Linked DNA regions of Sus scrofa: region 2 is linked to region 1. A link is a contact called in public Hi-C data. All regions are on one chromosome and are shown on one strand. The core of a region is the stretch at or near the end of the contact, and the rest is flanking DNA. Distances in the headings are between cores, read along the strand shown.

Region 1 (2,728 bases), core at 52-2,551:
CAATTACTCACATTTTGATGAGCGGCGCCCCATGTGTTCGTTGTCCACAGTGTCACTCGTCCATTCTACCTTTTTCTCTGGCTTCCGTTTCCGAAGTTTGATGGTTAGGCTCCGGTTCTCCTGGAAGGTAAGAAGGATGGGCTTACCTATCGAATCCCCTCCCACTAACCTTTCCCCCTACCTCCCGGGGCGGGAGCTGGGGGGGGGGGGCTCCTCTCTTCCCTTTCCCAGCTCAGTCAGGATCATGGACCTAAGGCCAGAGGAGCTGAGGGCTGGGAGAAGATAAAATAGAACAGGTTTTGGACCTCAGGGTGTCCCTAGAGGAATCGTGACATGTTATCTCCTGTTCTTGGTAATCACTAGTATACAGAGAAGACACAATTCCTAACCTAGGGAAGGTCCCAGCAAATCTTCAAAGGAAAATATAATCCTCGCTGTTTCTCCATCTTCCTCCCCAAATCATCCTTGGTGGTATTAACACATGGAAATTATTTCCTCAGTCACCGATGCCTACTCTTTGATCTCTTTCTTTTTCCAGACCCCCTATTCTTTTTCCCATTAAAGAAAGAACTCTGTTCTCACCTGTCTCATCCTCAAGCCCAGCACTCCCCACCTCTTATCCATCTATTCTCCACCATCCTGACAGCTCCAATTACTATTACTCTAAACTCCCTTAATTCAAGGGTTATGAAGTTCCATACAATCTTTTCCCAATGAAAGCAACTTAACCTGTTTTGGCAAAAATGCTACATTTTTCTCTATTTACATCTCCGCTGGTTTCTCAAAATACTATCTTCATCTCCCTTTTCTTGTTCCCTCATTCTTTTGCTTCCTTTCGCATTCATCCCTTCAACGAATACTTATTCATAAGCATGCTTCCAGTCAAGTTCCCCTGCAGCTGGCCTCCAACCATGCTTTCTTACACAGCCCTTCATTTCCCCCAGCACCTCCCTTGCTCCGTAATCTCCAAGTTCCCGTTCTTTCTTTACTTCTACAAGCCCCCCTCCCCCAAGCAGCATCACCTACATCCTAACTCTATATATAACACGCTTCTCGACCAGCCTTCTGCACCAACTCTGACACACCAAAAATCCCCAATACCTTGCGATTCTCACAACCCCACTCCTCCCACATCCCCAGGCCCAGCCCCTCCAGCAACTCTCCAAAGCCCTATCCCTTCCCTCCCGGTAGCTCCCCGACCCCTAAACAGCACCGCCCCCCGCCTTTCTCACGGGCTCGGTTGTCACGGTAACCGTTGTCTCAGTGACGGTCTCACTCAGCCCGGCCCCTGCCTCCGCCATGGCTAAGGCTGAGGAGAGGAAGGAGGGGAGGAAGGGGGATGAGGCACCCTTCTCTCTTTTCTGTGTCTCTGAGGTCTAAGAGAATCCGTATCGGATTCAGATTAGTAGCCAGGTTCCTCCACCTTCTTTTTCCCCCTCCTCCTGGGCCTCCGCTGCCCCACCCCTGGGGATAACCTGTCCAACCCCACTTCCGGCTCTCCGCTTCCGGGTGTGACGCGTTCTGTGGTCCCCCTTTTCCCTTCCTGGCACTAAAGGCGTCAGAGCGCAGGGTCGCGGGATTAGTTCCGCCGTAATGTGACAGTGCGCAGGCGCCGCAAGGAGGCGACACGAATTTGGCGGAAGAGGCGTCCCTGAGGTGTGGGAGCAGGGGCGGGGCGATCAACGGCAAGAACCCGTTCCTGCACCGCACCACGGCGAACGGCAAGGGTAGCGATGACTTGCAGCTACAAAGTGGACGCTGTACCTGGTTTAAACATCCTGTGGCTGAGCCCCCAATCACCCCCCATAACCCCATATCCCTTGGGGTGTGTGGGAGGGCGAGGAAAACCAAGGGGCAATGACAATGCCTGTCCTCCTTTCCTTATTGTTTCGTCTGGGAACTAGAGAATGGGGACCCAGGGGCAATTGGAAACACACTTGATTAAGACTCTGGGTTTTAATCCTCGCCCTGTGACTGCAGGTGTTCGAGCAGGGCACTTAATGTCCCTTCAACTTGTATTTTTTTTTCCTGTCACTATCAGAACTTGAAGATGGAGGAGCATAAAACCCTCAAGATTCTGCCTTTTAGCTCCCGGTCTAGTGGGAAAGACTGGCATAAATACTAACAAAAATGTAAGTCACTGGACTATTAACATAAATGTAAGACTTACCTATGAAACTGAGTTACTGCCTACATTTGTCCTGGGGGGGGGGAAGATGAGTAAGATTAAGCACAGAAATGGTCATAAATTGTAATACAGACCAGTTTATGATGAGACAAAAAATATGTGCATGTTTCTCAGGGAGCAAAAGAGCGGTAAAAAGAGAACAAGAAGACAAATGAGTTTTTTAGGTAAAGAAAACAACCTACAAAGTCGTAGTTGCTTGCACGGAAGGAAACTCACTTTTGTACTGTGGGGACGTGAGGGGCGTGCCAGACAAGAACTGATGGGTGGGCATGGCCACACGGGAGGCCCTCCCTGTGTGCTTTGCTAAGAAACCGGGGCTTTACCCAGTCAGCGTTATAGACTAGGGAAAAGTTTAAAGTAGGGTAGAAACAGGAACAGGTTTTTTTTAGATTTCAGGAGTACGGCAGGAAAGTCAGCTACCACAACTGGTTAAACGTAGTGTGGAGGACTGCCCGGCTCATTCCTCTAAGCTGTTGTGGGGTCAAATAAGTGTATGTTTGAGACTCCTAATATATAAAGGGCCACACAATTACAAGATAA
Region 2 (2,708 bases), core at 93-2,592, 2.5 Mb before region 1:
ACATGAGTCACAGGGGAGGCCACTGCTACTCAGTAATTTGGAAAAGTAACTCTTCCCTCCTTTCCGTTCCCTCCCCCGCAGTACACAAGGAGAGATCTGTTCAGGAATGGGGGAGGGGGTGAAAGAGGCAAAAGACGCCACCCTGGAGAAACCCGAAACCTTTGGAGCTGTGAAATCATTCCAGGTCCTGAGACTCGCTCTCTCCTGTCCCAAGCCACGATTTCCAACCCTTCTCAAGACCCACGTTGGTCCTGGTTTCTGCTCCCCAGGGGACCCCCGAGTTTTCAGCCAGCAAGCCCTCCCCAGTTTGGGGTAGACCCATGCTCAACTAAGACCCCACCAGGGCAACGAAGGCTCCGGAGGCCAGGTCCACGTGAATGCACACAAATTCGATAAAGGACTCGAAGCGTAACCTCCACCATGCCATGTGATGACTGCCATCTCCCTACCGCTGACACAAAGGAAGCACAGAAATGCTCCTTCCAGTCTATGGGGAGAAAGGGAGTGGGCGCCTGGGAACAATCTCAGTTCACAACCTGGGTTGTCAACTCTAAGTATTTACATCTACGGGTAGGAGCTAGTCACCACTCCCACTCCTCAGCCCACTAGGTCACCCCTCCCTCCGGCCACCAAAAGGATCCCTTCTCACCTGGCTCCAGGCTCCTGCACCCCCAAGGGACGAATGGAATGGGGGGAGGGGGAACACACCACCCCCACGCCCCTTTGCCCTCCAATTGGTATGGAGACAGAGGTTGGCCATTCCCCTCCCCCAACGAGGGCCCTCTCCTGCTCGCCCCCCTCCATGCTCCCATTGGCTGTAAACTGTTTGAAGGACAAATCTTCCCATCCTTAGGATTCTTCTCTGAACCCCAAGAAAATCATCCTCCCGGACTCCCCATCATTGGTTAGGCACTTAAATGACTGGCAACATCCCCGCCCCGCAAGGGCCCCTTCTCACCTCGATCCTGGAACCTTCCAGGGGGGCTCCAGTGTTCCCCTCGGCTTGGTGCGGGGGGAGGATGTAATCCGGGGTGTCACCCCCCCGGAAACCGAGGTTGTGTTGGGGGAGGGGGCGTTGCCCCCAGCCCCTCCCTTCCCGACCGAGCTGGGGGGTGGGGAGAGCATCGGGACCGCGCGGCCACGTCAGCTGCACCCAGATTGGCTGACCCAGGTCATGTGCCAGCCGCCCCCCCTCCCCCCGCCACGGGGGCCAGTTTTCCGAAGGTTCCTGAGGGTCGCGCCAAGGGGCCAAAGGAGCCTCAAGGCCCAGACCTTTCCTCACAGACCTAGAGTACTCTAATACCGCCGATTCTCCATATCCCCGGCTTCCTAGCTCGCTGTCGTCGACCCTGTCCCCCCCACTCGCCTCTCCGTACGGGTTCAGCATGGCTGCCGCAGCCCGGGAACCCACACAGCGCAGGCGCAAGGGTGCGACCGACTTGGGGGGGAAGGGAAAGTAGAGCCCGAGGCAGCGGGGGAGAGCAGTAGTGCGCAGGCGTCAGGGCGGGCGCCGCAGCTCCCGCGGCGGGGCTCAGTGCGCGCGCAGTGGGTGGGGCGGAAGCAGGCACCGCGCGCGGACCTCCCGCCTCAGCGGCCCCTCCTCCACTGCCGGCGGCCTCCTGGACTTGGTTCCTTTTCCACAGGTGTAAGGTGCAGCTTGGGACGCCCTGGCCGGAGTCCAGCGGAAACGCGCGCTGCCCAGCTGTTGTCAGTGGAGGAAAATGGGGCCTGGACCTGGAGTTTTAAGGGTTTGCAGGATGGGGTGTAGTGTGGTTCCACGTCGGGAGACGGAGTTTTATCACCACCCTCGTCATGCCTGCGGCGGGGAGATGAGGCGCGGGAGGTTGATGTGGGCATTTTGTTTGACCTGTTTGTCTTAGGCTACTTTATAACTTCTCATTTCCCCCGAATCTACGAAGACTTCGTTGAGACCTGCCAGTGCTTGGACTCCTCTGCCTTCTGCAAAACCTAACACTTTTACTTTTTTTCTGGACTTGCCTCCACCGTTTAAAACTTCTGCTTTTTCTAAGGCTTTACCCTTTGCTCGGTCTTGAAACCCATAAAAATCTGATCCAGTGATGGTTGCCAGCTAAAGCAGATCTTTTATTGTTCATAGGCAATACTCCCTCCCTTGATCCTCAGAATGTGGTTCAGATTTTTTACTTTTAATTCATAACGCCCACTCTCCACAAACGGAACATTACAGAAAGGCCAACTTGCAGAACTCTTGGCTTTCCGACTGGGACATGTCTGTGTTCCTTTACCATTGTACCAGAAGTCCCCTCCAGCTTAAGGAAATTTTTCTTTTTTGACCTGGTCACATTTAGGTATTAGTCTGAAGCTATCCTCCATTTTTCTCCCAATTGGCATTTTTAACTTCTTCCTTTTATGGGTTTCCCAGCCTAAAAACAAGGAAAGAAAGGAAATAACCTTATCGATATTGCATCCCCTTGTACACTCTTATTTACCTCTCAGCTCCCCTGCACAGTCACGACCTGAAACCATCCCCTTTGTACTCTTTTTTACCTCTCAGCTCTCCTGCACAGTTAAGACCTGAAACGGTCTTAATTTTCCTCTCTCAACCTCGTCCCCATTCTTCAGCTCGTTTCTTCTACTACTGAAGCTGTCCTAGCAAAGGTCACCAAAGACCTCCTAATTGGCAAATCAGGAAGCACCAGTTCTCATCTTATTTGACCTCTCTGAAGTAT

The links. A called contact is a pair of places that touch in the nucleus more often than the background predicts.
Region 2: a Hi-C map of embryonic fibroblasts shows a contact between it and region 1, with 1.8 times the contacts expected there. The contact joins the promoter of BRD2 here to the promoter of PPP1R11 in region 1. A contact is called at or near these places in 1 of 5 promoter capture datasets (liver) and 1 of 47 Hi-C or Micro-C datasets (embryonic fibroblasts).

Annotation. Positions count from the first base shown.
Region 1 is chr7:22,632,647-22,635,374 of Sscrofa11.1, reverse strand. PPP1R11 (protein phosphatase 1 regulatory inhibitor subunit 11) reads right to left here and starts at 1,301. Exons shown (of 3, transcript NM_001123166.1): 1 at 1,233-1,301; 2 at 12-120. The coding sequence starts at 1,301.
Region 2 is chr7:25,149,292-25,151,999 of Sscrofa11.1, reverse strand. It overlaps BRD2 (bromodomain containing 2), which reads right to left and starts at 1,342. Exons shown (of 13, transcript NM_001123085.1): 1 at 959-1,342.